Linked DNA regions of Bos taurus: region 2 is linked to region 1. A link is a contact called in public Hi-C data. All regions are on one chromosome and are shown on one strand. Each heading gives the region's core, a stretch centred on a gene start, on an enhancer-like site or on the middle of the called end of the contact. The rest is flanking DNA. Distances are from core to core; before and after follow the strand shown. Region 1 has its middle 13 kb from the start of SRP14. Region 2 holds the start of BMF (Bcl2 modifying factor).

Region 1 (4,543 bases), core at 229-2,728:
GCTTCAGTCTGGCTCTTCTAGAATTAATTGTACTTTATAATAAAACTCTAAGTTTAGTACACTTAGTAAGTTCTATGAGTGATTCTAGCAAATTGTTGAAGCTGAAGGGAGGTAGTAGGAACTATTATAGCCAAATCAGACAGAAGTGTGGGTGGCCTGGGGACCCTATTTGCATCTGTCAAAGGAAGTAAGGGCAGTCTTCTTGGGGCCTCTGCCATTTAACTTATGGGATCTGAAGCTAAGCCTGAGTAGTTAGTGTCAGAATTGATCCTGAATTCAATTGCAGGATTCCTGGTTGGTGTCAGAATGTACAACTGAAGAGGCCTGCTTATAGCCCTCCCTCTAAGTCACAGGCATTCCTAACCCATCCTCCTCTCTGAAATGTCTCTCTTGGCCCCCATGTTCACTAGTCCACTAGCCTCAGTTTTTTCCAAATCGTTCCCATCCTTCAAAGCCCATCTCCTTCACAACTTTTTGGCACTAGAGGTGCTGTCCTGAAGCCTTCCTTGTAGGCAGAAGTCTGACCCTCCTGGCAGGTCTAGGGAGAGGGATCTGGTGCTGCGGAGTACTTCAGGTCAAGGAGTGAGTGAAAGTTGCTCAGTCGTGTCCAGCTCTTTGCGATCCCATGGACTATACAGTCTATGGAATTCTCCAAGCTAGAATACTGGAGTGGGTAGCCTTTCCCTTCTGCAAGGGATCTTCCCAACCCAGGAGGGATCATATCCAGGTCTCTTGCATTGCAGGTGGATTTTTTACCAGCTGAGTCACAAGGGAAGCCCAAGAAGCTGCTCTTTAAATGCTCCTGGTCAAATAGAAGGAGAGGGCTGAGTCAGAGTGAGGTGCAGTGCTGGCCTAGCTGAGCTCTCCTTGAAGATGCAGCCTCTATGCAGCCCTGTCCACCTTCCTCTGATCTGGGAGAAGCAGTGTCTTGGGGTAGGCAGGGGCTGGGAATTCTGGCTCTGCATCCCCAGCACCACTAGGCCTGATGGTAAATACAGAGTTTTGTCACCTTCTCCATGGTGGCGCTAGTGGAAAAGAAACTGCCTACTGATGCAGGAAATGTAAGAGACGCAGGTTCGATCCCTGGCTGGGGAAGATCCCCTGGAGAAGGGAATGGCTACCCACCCCTGTATTCTTGACTGGAGAATCCCATGGACAGAGGAGCCTGGTGTGCTACAGTCCATAGGATCACACAGAGTTGGACATGGCTAAAGTGACTTAGCACACACACGCTATAGTGATGGGCAGCACTCACCCAGGTCAACAAACACACACCTTCTCGTGCATGTTCACTAGGGTGTGTGTGCATACACACACACAAACATAGACACACAGAGGAGCATGCCAAGCCCGTGTCTGCACTGCTCTGGGCTACAGCTGGGAAGCGCCACATGTCAGCTTGGTCTGGCCCTGTTCCTCTCCCCCTTGGCTTTTTTGCCAACATTGGTCTTGGCAGAGCATGGCCCCACAGGCTAAAGGCCAGTGGACATCAGCATGCTCCCCTCCCCCCAACCCTCTAGCCTTCCTCCTATCCTACACTCTCCACCCTGGGCTGAAGCTGCCTCCAAGAGCCTAGGGTTGTGGCTCCAAAACAGCTCAGACAGTGTCGAAGCCACGTGGGTGATCTGGTGGGAGGCTGGAGAGCGGTGTCATTTAGTCTCCTGGCCCCCACCCTGGGTAATGAACAGGTAGTCGATGGATAAGAGCTAAACTGGACTCTTCTCTTAGGGGTTGCTGAGGCCTGGGAAGCAAACAGGGAGGGTTTCAGAAAGTGACCCAGAACCCCAAGGCCTTCTGCCTCATCACTGCCCACAGGGAACAGGACTGAGCTACCAGACTTTGGTCTGGCTTCAGAAAAAGCAGGTCTCCTGTGATATCTGGACTGCCCGCTTCTCTCCCTTTTCCAGCCCCCACTCTGCTGAAAGTCTCTCCAAGGATACCTTGGGTCCTAGAAAGGCAGAATGTTAGCCATTTATTTTTAGCTTGACTGTGGTCTGAAAGGCTCGATCCCCAGTTGAAGGAATTTTAAGGAGCAGCTTCCATGAAGAAGAGCATTAGGAAGGCTGGGCTTTTTCCTTCTTTGTGTTACTGCACCCCTTGCTCTGCTCTCAGGTGTGTTCCTCCTCCCAGCTCATTGTAAATTGGGGGTGGGCAGCTGTGACTGATGGACGACCTTAAACTATCCAGAAGGAGTCTAGCTCTTCACCAAGTGTTGGGAGCCTTCTATGAAATGAGCTTCTCTTGAGGTGTTCTCAGTCCAACAGATCCACTTCTCTTTATCGTGGGGATCTGGGGGAAACAAAACTCTACCATCTCAGGTCCTAAATTAAATCCCATTCCTTTTCTTTTTAAAATTAATTTTCTTGGCCATGCCGTCTAGCATGTGGGATCTTAGTTCCCAGACCAGGGATCAAACCCACCTTCTTTGCATTGATCTCAACCACTGGACCTCCAGAGAAATCCCGAGTTCCATTCTATTTTATCTAGCCCTCAATCAGAGTCTCATCCTAATTTCTCTCTGTTACTCAAGCTCTAGTTTTCACAGCAGCCCCAAAGTGTCCTCTGAGCATGGGTCTCTCACATTTTAAACTGGAAGTCACCCAGACCTCACCCATCCCAACTCTTCGTGTTACAAAGAAGGAGACTGAAGTCTGCCTAGGGGAAGTGACTTGTCCAGGGTCACACAGCTTTTCCCTGGCAGGGTTAAGATAGAAGAATCCTGCATTTTGATTTTGTGCTCTTTCTGAAAAGCCACGCCACTCAGCATCTCCACTCAGTTTGGAGTTTGGGACCTGGAGCTTAGGTCCTATTTTTAGAGACATCCTTAGAAATTCAAGGGTGAGGCCTTTGTGAAGAGACAGCGCTCGTTTCCCTCCCCAAAGCTCTTGTTTTGTGTTACATTGCATCATGCAAGAGAGGGGGTGAGGGGGCTGCTGGGCCATGGCACGCCTCTGCTGACTTGTCCAAACCGACCTGGGGAGCAGGTGTGGGCCCTCTGTCCCCAGAGCTTCTCGAAGAACAGTTTGTTCTGCGGGGGCTGCTGCCGGGGGAGAGGGAGAGCGACAGACACCAGCACACAGCCCTGGAGCTGCTGCAGCTGCTTCCTGTTGTCAGATGCTCCCCGGCTGAGGGGGTGAACTCCCTGGCACCCCCTCGCCCCTGCCTAGCTCTCCACGTGGCTACCTCCCTCCCTAGGCCACTGACATCCCATGGATTCAGAGGAAGACCAAGTTCAAGGAGTGAGAGCTCAGAGGAAGGAAGAGGCCTGGGGCCAGGCACACTTCCAGTCTCATTCTGTGCAAAGAGAATCTGTCCTGAGAATACGCATGCTCCCTCCTGCCTTGTCTCCCCTTCCCCAGTAGAAGACCTTTTTCATCATTCCTGCTGAGCCAAATTCTCCCCAGCGGGGTCCCCTGGGCCTGGCCCACAGTGACTCCCCTGTCCCCCTCACCCCTCACTGGCCGTACTGGACTGTCCAGTATGCACTATGAGTGTGTGGGCCCCAACTTCACACTGCCTCGTTTTGTGGTTTTTTTCCCCCCCGGGTTTGTTTTGTCTCCTCTTTAAGACTCAAAGACAGGAGAATATGGGTTCCTGACCACTGCCTCCTACTTCAGACAAGATCCCTTACAGAGCTGAGCTCATGCTGACCCAATTGGAGGGACATGATGAATTCTCATTGAATGTCCCAATGTCTCTGCCCTGGTTCCCATGTGAACTGCAGTCACCCCAGCCTGGGGTGTGTGTGTGTGTGTGTGTGTGTGAGGGGAGAGGACCATGATTTCAGCTTCCCTGCCCGGAATTTTCTGTTTGATCGTCACCATGCCTCATTACAGGAAGCTGCCCACGGCCTTGCCCCTCTCCAAGCTTGCTTCCAGATTCCCCTCTGACTCATAATGAGAGTACTACGGGGCTGACCGAGTGGACCATCTCCGGTCTACACAGGGTTCTCCCAGTGTGAACGCTGGCAGGTGGACAGCCAGGGAAAAGGGAGAATGGTTGGTGCCTGCAAGGCAGCCACTGCTCACCTCAGGGCACCACTCAGAACACTGCCAGGGTGAGCTCTCTGCTTTATCCTACTTCATCCCCAGTCTCAGGTAGGGCCTGGCTCATTGTACCCAGGGGTTCTGAGAGGGGCTGGGGTGGAGGTGGAGGGAGCACTAAGCCCAGACTCTCAGCCCAGCGCTCTTCCCCACATTGTGAAATGGCCTTGGATGAGGGCCAAGCAGGAAGCCGTCTCCTATAGCCTTTAACCCAGTGCCTGGCGCTTGGGATGTAAGGGTGGGCCCCAGGCTCTTCTGTCCCCAAGGGAGGGCTGAACTTGACATTGAGCCCACCTGCTAGGAGACAGCCTGATCTGCCCTTGGCTAAGCAAGAGGGCCCATGCCTCCCTACCACCTATATGGGACATTCAGAGGGGTGTGGAAGGCAGTGGAAAGTGCATGGGGCTGGGGCTCCGGGTCTCCAGCCTCTCCTCTGCCATGATGAGCTTCATGATCTTGGGCAAGTCACTTTCCCTATCTGGGCCTCACTCAGGTTTCTT
Region 2 (4,475 bases), core at 1,770-4,269, 49 kb before region 1:
TAACAGGGAGGACTAAAAGGCTCTCGAGTGCTTCCAAAGTCCGTGTTAGGAACAGTTTGCTTGGGCGACGGCGCTCCAATTGCGTTTCTGGCGGAGGTCGGAATTTGGCTCGGTCCCTTGCAATGTTTCCAAGGGAAGGTTAGTACAATCGTGACAGTCCCTGGCAGCCGCCCAGCCCGGGACTTCGGGCTCCACTCTCCATTGGCCAGCCATCCGTGTGACGCTCCGGAGGCGGGGCCTCATCAGCTGTTTGCGGGATGCCCCGAGCGGGCGTATTTTGGAAACAATACCGCGAGGTGCAGAGTGGCCTCCACCCGAGCCTGCCCGCCTCCTGCCGCCGCCGCCCCTGCCCGCGCCTCCCGCCGCCCGCAGCTGCCGGGTGAGCGCCTGGGCGGCCAAGGGCCGGGCGGAGTTGGATCTCACCTCCTTGGGGAAGTGGGGAGAGGATCGCGCTGCGCGTGGGGGCCCGGGAAGGGTTGGGCTGCGGGCGTCTGGAGTGACCACGGACTGGGGCACTGGGGTGTGGGAACGGGGTACCGAACCCACATGTAGGTGCGCTGCTCCACAAAGGAGTGCGGGACTAGTAGCATTTGAGTCTCTAATGACTTGGGTCCAGGTGGGCAGGGGAACCTGCGCTTCCCCGCTGAGCAGATCTGGGCGCTCTGGATCTGACATAGGGGTAGGGCAGGGAGTTGTGGGACGTCCTACATCCCTGCGGAGTCTGAAGGCTCCTCTCCTTAACAGCTGGGCTTTCCCCCCTCCTTCCCAATTGAGTTTGGGCGCCAAGCCCCCGAGTGCTCGTCACGCTGGACCCTGGCACGGAACCCTGGCATCACGACTCGGAGGCCGAGATTCTCCCCTGGAGCCACCCAGGTCTGCTGTGTGTTGTGTGAGTGCGTGCGTGCGTGTGTGTGTGTGTGTGTGTGTGTGTGTGTATGTGTGCGTTCCCAGATTTTAGCCCTCGAAGAGGTTCAGAATGTCTGGCTACTGCCTTTTCCTAGGAGGAGGAGGAGGAGTCTGAGTTCAGCATCCCTGTTAGAGTCCTTAAGGGCTGGGATGGCTCCAGCAGGTTTTAGGTCTCCTTGATAGGACTGCTTCTCTGGTAGTGCATTTAGGAAGTGCCCTCCTGTTGCCTGTTTGGACACCACCTCTTCAGTTCAGGGGAAGGGGAGAAGTCTCTTTACTGTATCCCAGTTTGCGCTTGATCTTGCCCAGCACCCCTCTGAAGGCTCCCACTTGCAGAAGAGCCATCTGTAGTTCCTGTGGAGAGTGGGAAGGGTCCCCCTAGGCTGGCAGACCCACACCTCTGGCTGCACCTCCAGTGCAGGCAAGGGCTGAACTTTGGGGCTTTGCTGGGAGGGGGTGGGAGAGGTGATAAGCTTCAAAGGAAAAGCCAAGACAATGACTCCTGCTTGCTATTGGCTTTGGAGGGCCCCATCTTAGGTTGGGATTGCCAGCTTGCATAGAGGAGGTGGAAGGGCAGGAGGGGAGCTCCTGCCAGGTGACTGGTAGGACAGCGCTTGGTCCTTTCTGCAGGATGCCTTGTTTCCTGGCACTGATAAACTAGTTCTCTCACACCTTTTAGGAAAACACTGTCCCAAGAGCACCACGTGCCTTTTTTTGCCATCCAAGTGGGCAGGGAAGAGGGCAGGCAGGATAGGGACCATAGATAGCTCAAGGACAGGATGGGATGGAGGGAGAGTTAAAGCAGGCGCCTTAAAGAAAGCTTGCATTTGAGAAAGCCAAGATTCTTGAATTAACTGAGTTTCCTCTAAGTACTTTACCAACCCACAGACCATTTGGCTTGTTCTTCAAGGGCAAGAGACTGGAAGACAGAATTCCCAGGGGACCTCTAATTGACTCTGGCAGTGACAAACACCATCTCTCTGTATCCTTAACCACTCAGGTGGTTGCTTTTTTGACTGCCCCAGGGACCCTGGGGGGTTCCTGGTGTATGTATAGGGGACTGACTTTGAGCACAAGAAGCTGGGTGACTGCAAGCTCATACTTCCAAGAGCCATCAAATGGAGCAAGTGGAACTTCTTTATCACCAAGAAACTCATATCAACAACCTGAGTTCAGGCAGCAAGTGAGGTCACAGAGAGAGGGCTGAATTTCACTTCCTTCTATGAGGCAGGTTGTACCCATCTCAGGTTCGGTGCTGGCAGGAATGGTAGGCTGTGGGGAAGGATTTGAAGTTGTGGAGATTAGTGACTCCACACTGAGCTGGGGGACTCTGGGCACTTTGCTGGTTGCTGGACCTCTCCTCTCGGCTAAGCTGTGGTAGGCAGATAGCTCTACTCTGCTGAGAGGGCAGCTGCAATGACTAACTTGGGTTTTTCTCCCCCTCTCTCTCCCAGGACACACTCTTACCACATCGTTGAGCCTGTTTGTTGTGTTGAGCAAGCAGCGGGTGGAGACTAGAGTCTTGGGCGGGGCTTAGCAGGTTTGGAGGGAACCTGGCCGGGCTAGGATCGCTGGCTTTTGTTTTTTCTGCCCAGCCTGGAGCTCTGCTCAGACTGAGATGAGAACTTGATGGTTACTCCTCAGGCCAGCAAAGGGGTGTGTGTGTGGTGAGCACCGTGGGTACAGCCAGTCACAGCGCCCTCTGCCCTCCCACAGCCACTCACAGAGTCTAGTCTTGTTGACATTTCTCCAGGTACCCTCCGTGCTCGTAGCAGCTGACCATACTCCTGCTATGGCTGAGAGTCAGTAGCAGTCCAACTGTGTGACTGTGACCAGCCTGGGTCAGAAGAGGAGGCTGAGGGGAAGGTGGCTCCAAGTGGGCACAGGGAAGAAACATGGAGAATCCTGAAACTGCAAGGCAGCCCACATTTGGGGATGGGTTGTCACCCTTGGCAATGCTTTATCTGTAGGGTTGACTGTCATCAGTGCCTGAGCCCACTTCTCCACATAAGAAGGGGGAGCAGGAAAGAAGGAAAGGGAGGGAAGTCCTTCTAGGTAGAGCCTGGGTGGGGGCAGCCTCCCGGATGCCTGCATTGCACCCTCACAGGGGAGATGGAGCCACCCCAGTGTGTGGAGGAGCTGGAGGATGACGTATTCCAGCCCGAGGATGGGGAGCCGGGGACCCAGCCCAGGAGCTTGCTCTCTGCTGACCTGTTTGCCCAGAGCCAGCTGGACTGCCCCCTCAGCCGTCTGCAGCTCTTCCCTCTCACGCACTGCTGTGGCCCTGGGCTTCGACCCACCAGCCAGGAAGACAAGGCTACCCAGACTCTCAGCCCAGCTTCCCCGAGCCAGGGTGTCATGCTGCCTTGTGGGGTGACTGAGGAGCCCCAGCGACTCTTTTATGGTGAGTGCTCTTAGCCTCAGGACTCCTCCCTTAGAGATGGGGGAAAAGAGGGGACTTTCCCTCCCCAAACCTGCTCTTTGCTATTTCCTTCCCCAAATTGAGCAGCAGGGGCTATTGATCCCTCAACTCTTCACCTGCTGTCTTTCTGCTCATATACTGCTGCTTGCCTGTGCTCCTCAGGCCACAAGCAGGACAGATTTTGGCCTTGCCATTCTTTTCTGCTCATTTGTCCCTTTCTGGAGGGATCCTTGGGTCCATGGTGTCTCCTTGGGTTGGAAGAAGGGTACCTGGGTCTTGGCTTTTACATATTATGGCCTGTTGAGTGGCCCAGCCTTTTGTGTCGTAATAGTGATGTACCTTCCGTAAAGTGGCTAGTGTTGCCCTGGAGAAGGCTGGGGGATCTGTGACTCGCTGTTGACACTGAAGGGGAAAACCCAGCTTGTTCTGGGAGAGAAGTTTCCTGGAGGCAGAAGGTCCCCCAGCCCAGTTGTCACTTGGGACTTTCTGTGTTTGGAAGGGGAACTGGAGAAAGAGGTTGGGCCTGCCTAGGCTCATTGCCAGCAAAGGGGCTGTTTCCAAGGCTCAGTCAGATAAGACCCTTTCATTTGTGGGCTTCAGTGGTTGGTTTTATTAGCAGTTTGCCCTCCTTGGCAAAAGGGCAGGGTTAGATAGCCAGTGTTCTTCATTTAGCACAAAGCTTATGGAGGGAAGGGTGGTTCAGAGGCTATCTTGCTGGGTCTGATGGAGCGGATTGAGGAGACGCTGCAGTTATTCCCAGAAGGAGCTGCACTGTAGGACAATTCAGGCAAAGTAGTTCTGGCAGGAGTCTGAGAAGATGGATAAGGCAGGCGGGCAGGGAGGAGGGAAAGACGGGAGCAAGCGGGCGCCCCTAGTGGCAGCTCGGTGACCAGCACTTGGTCAGTAAGGAGAGCAGGTCTAGGTGTCTGGCCTGGGGCTGGCTCCAGAGAGGAACTTGGCTAATCTGTGGCTCAGAGGCGTCTTCTCTCCCTATGTTTTTGTGCCACTGCCCAGAGCTTCAGGGCCTGAAACTAGCCTTTCTCTGCTACACTAAAAAAGTGAGGTTACTTTCTGATTTTCTTTCTCTGTCCCTTGCTCTGCTCAACTCAGGATCTCTGGAGAGCTGCCTCCAATGTTTTTCTAGAGA

The links. A called contact is a pair of places that touch in the nucleus more often than the background predicts.
Region 2: a contact with region 1 is called in a Hi-C map of liver, with 2.2 times the contacts expected there. The contact joins the promoter of BMF here to the enhancer-like site in region 1. A contact is called at or near these places in 3 of 11 Hi-C or Micro-C datasets (liver, skeletal muscle and skin fibroblasts).

The regions. Positions count from the first base shown.
Region 1 is chr10:35,701,961-35,706,503 of ARS-UCD2.0, reverse strand. No RefSeq gene overlaps it. Among named protein-coding and RNA genes, the nearest start is that of SRP14, 13 kb to the right of the region's middle. Within about 2 kb of position 1,478, at least 5 of the 102 cell types and tissues checked have an H3K27ac peak or open chromatin away from gene starts, as enhancers often do. A contact at or near this core is called in liver, where this site is marked.
Region 2 is chr10:35,753,010-35,757,484 of ARS-UCD2.0, reverse strand. It overlaps BMF (Bcl2 modifying factor), which reads left to right and starts at 3,019. Exons shown (of 3, transcript NM_001077485.1): 1 at 3,019-3,310. The coding sequence starts at 3,019.